Linked DNA regions of Mus musculus: region 1 is linked to region 2. Evidence: chromatin contacts called from public HiChIP or PLAC-seq data. All regions are on one chromosome and are shown on one strand. Each heading gives the region's core, a stretch centred on a gene start, on an enhancer-like site or on the middle of the called end of the contact. The rest is flanking DNA. Distances are from core to core; before and after follow the strand shown.

Region 1 (3,649 bases), core at 941-3,440, 800 kb after region 2:
AGCTGTTAGCTAAATCCTCTCCCCAGGCTTCATTTTCTGTCTCTGTCTCTGTCTTTCTCTCTCATTCCAAGGGAGAAAGAAAGGCAGACAGTATCACTTGCTTTTCCAGCCCAAGAGACATTTGGTCCGATTTTTCTGACCACAATCTAAGGGGGAAGCCCTGTGACCCAATTAGAGGCAAGATGCTCCTGACATTAGGCAGGGAGGAGGGAGAACTGAGGTCAGGACCAGAGATTGAGACCGAGGCCTCCGGAAGCAGCTGCTTTAGGCTGGCTTCTCCCCCTTGCTAGATCAGGTCACCCAAAGCAGGCCTGGCAAAACCTACCCCCCACAAACCACATCCTTCTGACTGTATCTGGGGGACACTGCGGTCTACTCCTCCCCCAAAGCACCTGCTGGCTTAGCAGCCCGAGGGGAGCGCAATGGCATGTGACTGGCCACATGGTGACCTCAGCCATCTCCTAGGTCCTTTTTCCTCACACTGCTCGGCCAGCATTCCTTCAGATGTCCACAAGGAAGGACTCGACTTCAGAATAGCCTTCAGCCGCTCATTTAAGGTTAATGCAACAGGAAGGCACGCTGGGCTCGCTCAGTCACCACCTTTCTGCAAAGATGCCTTCCCTTTAGTGGAAAGCCATTCCCTCATATTCTCGTTCATTCCACTCACAATACACCTTGAGGCTCTCCAATCCCAAGCATCAATAGATGTTAGACCAGTCTGGAATTATGGGAAAACGGGACCTAACAGCAGCCACAGGGACGAGAAGATAAAAGCAGGCATTTCCAAGTCTGTCTTAACTTCTGCCTGACTCAGCTGGTTGGTAGCTGTGTGACCTTCAGCAGGTTACTTAACCTCTGCCTGAGGACTAGTTTAAGAATGGTAAACAGGGAGGTTTTCTGAAATTAAACACGCTCGATTCCAAAGCCACCAGGAAGCCATCAGAGCAGAAACCAGCATGCAATGGGTTCCGTACCTAACTGCAATTGTGCTAGAGAGTGCATACACTCTCATCTCGAGCCTCCTGAACATAATCAACTATTCCCTAAATAAGCCCAGAGAAAAGGTGGCTTTCAAAAGAACATTAATGATTAAACTCCAGAGTCTCACTCCCCCTAAAACTTAGACTAACGGTACAAATGGCCCGTGCTCATGGGTCAGACCACCCTCTCCCAGGAACTGTCATGCCCTGTAAATTCCCTTGCCTCCTAAACGCCTGCTAGGACTGAGCTGATCCGGCCCTAGATCCTTGTTGACTCTGATCCTGAAAAGGAAAGGTTTCTTTAGGTTCCCTGGGATCTTTTCTCCTCTAGATCCTTCTCCGCACTCAGGTGGGTGCCTCAATTTCCCCGTGTGCGGTTTCAACCAAAACACTTCCCACAAAACAGTTGAAGCTCAATCTCTAGCCTGGAGCTGATCGGAAAGTTATCCTTTAAGTCCGCTCTGGAAAAATAAGGAACCCTACTTTTTGGACAGCCTAAAGCAGGAAGGGTCACCTCATGATATGTTCTGTAGATAGGTCAGGTGACCTTAGAAGGAGGTGATCTTGCCCCTTAAGTCAGTCGTACCAAGACTGTGGCCAGAACGAAGGCCAGGATTCAGTCTTCTCCATTCCCCAGGGTTTGTGAAACGGGGTCCTCCGCACAGCCCTAAAGTGTTCCAGCTCCCGAATACAAGCTGCCCACCCCGTCCCCAGACCATCTCAGATTCGAGCCTCCTGCTATGGACACCCAGAGGGCCACTCCGCGCGCAGCGCCAGCACTGGGATCACAAAGTAGGGGTGAGGGTGTGGGAGGAGAAAAGTTGACACCAACTTAGTCACGTCCCACCCGGGAGCCCAGAGGCCAGGCTGAGTCCAGAGCTCAGAGCAACAGGCTAGGGGTGCACGGCGCGTGGAAGAGTCTCCGGCAGCCTTCTCGAGACCCAAGAGCAAAGTTTCCTCACAAAGTTTTCCCTGTCTCGGCGTCCAGAGGGGGTTGGGGGGAGGGAGCACAGTTCGCGATGCACCCTACTCCCTCCGGATCCCGGGATTTGAGGGGACAAAGAAGGCACCCCCCAATTCTCCCCCCTCCAAGACATCCTTCAAATACATACCGACTCTCCGGGGACCAAGGGGAAGCCTCCGAGGAGCAGCAGCAGCAGCGGCGCAAGCAGGCAGGCAGGCGCCATGGCTTCAACAGCGCAAACCAGTGGCCCGGAGCGGGCGCGCAGCCCTTCTTATAGGCAGCAGCCCTGCCCCGCCCCCAGTGCTCGCCCGCACCGCCCGGAATTCCCCCGGGAAAGCTTAGGCCTGCGGGGTGCTGCGCTGGGCAAGCTGGAAACCACTGGGGTGGGACCCAACCCGCCCGGGGACCCGCCCACAGCGTGCCTGCCGGCTCCAAACTGACCTCAATCTGTAGCTCCAGGAGCTGCAGCCCATGATAGTTAACCGATCTACTGCGAGGCAGTCTGCCTAAAATCCGAGGATCACTGCTTAGCCCCCAATTTATAGCTGGGGAAACTGAGGCCCATAAACGGGGTAGGATTGACTAGGGGTCTGCTGTTTTTACCAGTCTTCAAAGCGGATGCGCTCCGCTTTGTCAGGGAGTATTCCCCAAGTGGCGCTTGAATTCGGATAGTTTTTGATTAGCAACTCTGAACCGACAACGACGAAATGGTTCAAGTTTTTCCAGGCCTGCTGTCGAAATTATTCCAACCCCAGGGCGCCAGCGCAGAAGCAGCTGGAAAGACAAAGGAACGAGCCTGCCTGTGCACTAAACAGTGTGATTTATCAACTGAAGTGTGAATTGTGTGTAATACTCACGTGTCACGAAATAGTCTTACTCTTTTGACTTGTCCTCTCAATTGACTCTCTTATTTCTCAAGGCGGCTTCTACACCGGATCCAAGAATGTTGCTTCTAACACCATCCTAACAAAGTAGGTAATGGTAAGATTCTTTAGTCCCACCCTCAGCACAGATACTGATGGAATCAATAATCGAAAAACTGAAGGACACACACACACACACACACGTGATAGGGAAGGGCTGTCATCCTGGCATTTGAGATACTGAGGCAAGGGGACAGTCGGAGTTTAAAATGAGCCAGCTGGTGTCAGTGTGAAACCCTGTCTTTAAAAAAGTAGGGGGAGGGGCATGCTAGAACCATCAATCAAAACTTTTGATCTTTGACATACCGATACATTGTTCTAAGGGTACATTTGTGCATACATAATGTGGTTTTGGAATTAGGGCATTTTGGCCTGTCTTAGGATATTCTGAATTCACATACTTTCCAAGGTAAATATGACCCCTCGCCCCTGTTCCTCTTTGAATTGCCTAAACTAACCCTAACTCACTATGTCCCAGCTCAGCACTACCTCCTCCATAAGAATACAGGCAGGGCATACTCTGTCCTGTTCTATTCCTTGGCTTTCCTTATTCTAGCCCTTAATTATTTTCTGAGAATTAAAGTCTCTTGTGGCAGAGAGCTTTGAGAGAAAAACAGTTTTCCAATACTGACCGTGGGTTTATCTTGCCCCAGACTTAACGGTGAGCAATTGTTCTCAATTATTTGAATATACTTCCCTAAAAGTTGGGCACTGAGAAAATAAATGAATCACTCTAACTAGAATAAGAAACTCTTTCTCATAAGCCGGGTGTGGTGACATGT
Region 2 (3,443 bases), core at 740-3,239:
TTGTTGTTTGCATCCGAATCGTGGTCTCGCTGTTCCTTGGGAGGGTCTCCTCAGATTGATCGACTACCCGTCTCGGGGGGTCTTTCAGCAAGACCTAATCACCTGAGTTACTCATCACCAAAACTCAGTCTTCCACAGATACACTCTTTTCAGGAAAAAAAAAAAAAAAAAAAAAGCCAGGAAAGTGGCATACTTCTGTAACCGCAGCACTCAGGAGGCTGAGGCAGAAGGATCTGCAGTTCTAGACAGGCTGAGCTAACAGAGTGAAATCCTGCCCCCACCCCCACCCCGCCGCCCCAAGTAATAATAATGTGAAGCATTTTACTAAGACATGCCAGTAGTGGGGACTCACATCTGTAGTTTCGGCACTAGGCTGAGGTAGGAGGATTGCTAAAAGTTCAAGGCCAACCTGGGCTACAACGTAAAACCATATTTCAAAAAAAGTAAAGGCCAAACTTCTTTGCCAGGAGTAACACCTTCCTACAATCCCAATAAGGAGAACTGTGAATGAAAGGCCAGCATGGGATACTCAGGGAGATCTGGTGACCTATCTCAATAAGGCAAAAATTAAACACGTACAAAAGTCCTTTGAAATCTTTAATCCAGACTGGACTGGAGGTGTAGCTGGAGGAGCTCTCAGAGATAAGCTTTGGACAAACAAGGTCCTGGGTGCAATCTTAAACACCCAGAATGACCAAAGAGATTGCCTAAAAAATAAAGGCATACAGTGGGTATCTGCATGATTTGGCTCCCTGATATTCTGTCCCCCTTTTTTGGCGTGGGATGGGAGATGGGGGTGGATAGTGGCAATTGGAGACTAAACCCACAGCCTCTAAAAACCTACCCATAAACTGTAATTTGCACCTCCCTGTTTTGAGACAGGGTCTCAAAACAAATAACAAATGATCTGCCATGGCCCTCCACAGCCTTTAATTTCGTACTCTTCTCTCATTCCACTCTGGTATCCTAACCCCCTACTGGGTAAAAACTGAATTAACAATATATGCAAGGAGTTTCTAGATATGAACACCTGGATAGGATATTTTCAAATTATGGTTTTAAACCAGGAGGAGAAAAATATACAAGATATCTTCGACATTACTTCTGCCCTGAGACATGCCATTGACATGAGCAGAGCCTGAGTCCTTGGTTCATTACATCAGCTCGGGAAGGAGAAAACAATTAGGCACTGTGGTTCAAGCTACCAAGTTCCTCTGAGGCAGATTTGTTAGATTATTCCTTAGGTTAAAGAGATCCTAAAATTAACTTCTAAAAACGTTTTACCATTGACAAGGGGAATCGGACTAATTTCTTTACTTTATCCTCACAACAGTTCTGGAGGAGAGGAATGCTAGGGTGTTTAATTCGAAAATATTTAGGCCGCGGGGCTTCTAATTAAACGCCTTTTGCTCGCGACCTGCAGCAGGGCTGACTTAAAAGCCCCGCTCCCAACCCCACTCAGTAGCGCTGGCATATGCCGAACTATGAAGAAAAATGACTACAGTGGCCCTAAATTCCCTGACGCCATCCTCTAGCCACTCAGGAACCCGCGCCGTGGAACCTCGGCGTCGCCTGGCCGCGGGAACCCTGGGTCCGGAAGGCTGGCGGGGGCGGGGCGTCGAAATTGTAAACAATGGCGGTCCGGCCTCCCGCGACCCTCCGCCCACAGCGAGAGCCAGCCGAGCCGCCGCACCCCGACTCCGGGACGACGGCTACCGGGCCTGGACCCTGGGCCTGCCCGCTCCTCTCTGTTAGCCTCAGAGAGTGGAGGGTCCGCCTCGGGCGGCCCGACACCCACCCCCTGCGCGCCTCAGGCCCCGGACGGCCGAGGCCTCGGGACTCACCCAGCTGGCGAGGGAGAAGACGCCGAGGACGGCCCCCATGGTGACGCCGGGGCCGAGACCGACCGCTCCGAGCGGATCCTAACTGCTGACTGAGGCGTCGCCTCAGAAACGCGACGGATCCTCAAGCCGGAAACAGGGCCCGCCCTTCGCAGGACGCCCAGTTTACGTCATTGGGTGGCCCCGCCCACGGAGGGGGAGAAGGCGGAGCCTAAGACTGCTGGGGTGGCAGAGGACGTAGAGGGTTCGTGGCATACAACTCCGGGCTCGCTTGGGGCGCTGGTGGTCAGAGGCAACATAAAGGTGCAGAAAGACAGCATGTTCCCTACGAACTGCACTTATCCTCGGAAGAAGCTACATCCGAATTAAATAAAGATCCTACAGACTGTTAAGTCGTGGCTGGGCAGTACTTTGTGATTATTGAGAGATGGAATGTTGGCAAACTCAGAGGCAAACAGGCTATGTTGGGCCATTCAATAATCAGTTAGCATCTGTAATCCCAGAACTAAAGAGGATGAGGCTGGAGGATCAGGAGTTCAAAACTATCCTGTGCTACATAGAGTTTCAGACGAACAAAAAAGCCACTCTTCTTACCCCACACCCTACCGGAAACTTCTCCAGCCTTGTCTCCCCTTCCCCTTTCCCCCTTCCTCTTTTCCCCTGCCCCCCTTTCCCCCTGCCCCCTCCCTCCGCGGGGGTCAGTCTGCTGGCCAGGTTCAGCTCACTACTTTCCCTGTCCTAGACTCTTCCCGATGCCTCTGGCTGTACTCGTTCTCATATCTATAATAAAAATTTTCTCCTCAGCCATACCTTGGAGCAGTCATGTCCTCATTTTGTTGGGAACAAGCAAAAGAAACTTATGCTAAGTACTACCGTTTTCGTTTTCTAAATTCAAGGTCTCAGGCCCTGGGGGAGCTGGGGACTTTACCAACAGCTCAGCAACCTCGGTTGAAAACAATTGTCTGAGTCCAGATATTTCAGGGACAACTTCCCCTCCTTGAAGGCCGGGCCAAACAAGGTCCTGCTCCGAATGCCTACCCCACTTGTCCAAATGTTTTCTTGTCTGTTAACCAGTAAAGAATATAGAAACTACTGTTATCTGAGCCAACATGCATAAGTTATAAAAACCTATAACCATTGCCTGTTATGCACTAATTGACTACATGCAGCTCGCCCACTCCTCTGTTCCCTTATCATTCTAAAATTCCGGGCCAGAGTCCAGAAGACTTGACTCCAAGAGCTGAATTAATGACCTTGAAGCCAGGTGCCCAGGATACAGCCCAGTCTCCAATAGGTACCCATAATATCAAAATACAATTAGATAATACTGAGGCTCCCCACTACCCCCTGCTTTGGGTTCCCATCCCTTAAAAATGTACAGATCCCAGCCAGGCGGTGGTGGTGCACGCCTTTAATCCCAGCACTTGGGAGGCAGGGGCAGGAGGATTTCTGAGTTTGAGGCCAGCCTGGTCTACAGAGTGAGTTCCAGGACAGCCAGGGCTACACTGAGAAACCCTGTCTCGAAAAACCAAAAAAAAAAAAAAAAAAAAAAAAAAAAAAAAAAAAAGTACAGATCCCAAACTGGCCGGCTCCCTGCATGCT

What was found. HiChIP or PLAC-seq counts read pairs in DNA pulled down with a chosen protein or histone mark.
Region 1: a contact with region 2 is called in an H3K27ac HiChIP or PLAC-seq map of extraembryonic endoderm stem cells, with 4 times the contacts expected there. The contact joins the promoter of Sdc4 here to the promoter of Serinc3 in region 2. A contact is called at or near these places in 3 of 39 promoter capture datasets (the C10 cell line and pre-B cells) and 1 of 115 datasets of contacts at active chromatin or transcription factors (extraembryonic endoderm stem cells).

What each region holds. Positions count from the first base shown.
Region 1 is chr2:164,440,998-164,444,646 of GRCm38.p6, forward strand. It overlaps Sdc4 (syndecan 4), which reads right to left and starts at 2,191. Exons shown (of 5, transcript NM_011521.2): 1 at 2,093-2,191. The coding sequence starts at 2,167.
Region 2 is chr2:163,643,154-163,646,596 of GRCm38.p6, forward strand. Serinc3 (serine incorporator 3) reads right to left here and starts at 1,990. Exons shown (of 10, transcript NM_012032.4): 1 at 1,845-1,990. The coding sequence starts at 1,883. 0610039K10Rik (RIKEN cDNA 0610039K10 gene) reads left to right here and starts at 1,697. Exons shown (of 1, transcript NR_028113.1): 1 at 1,697-2,647.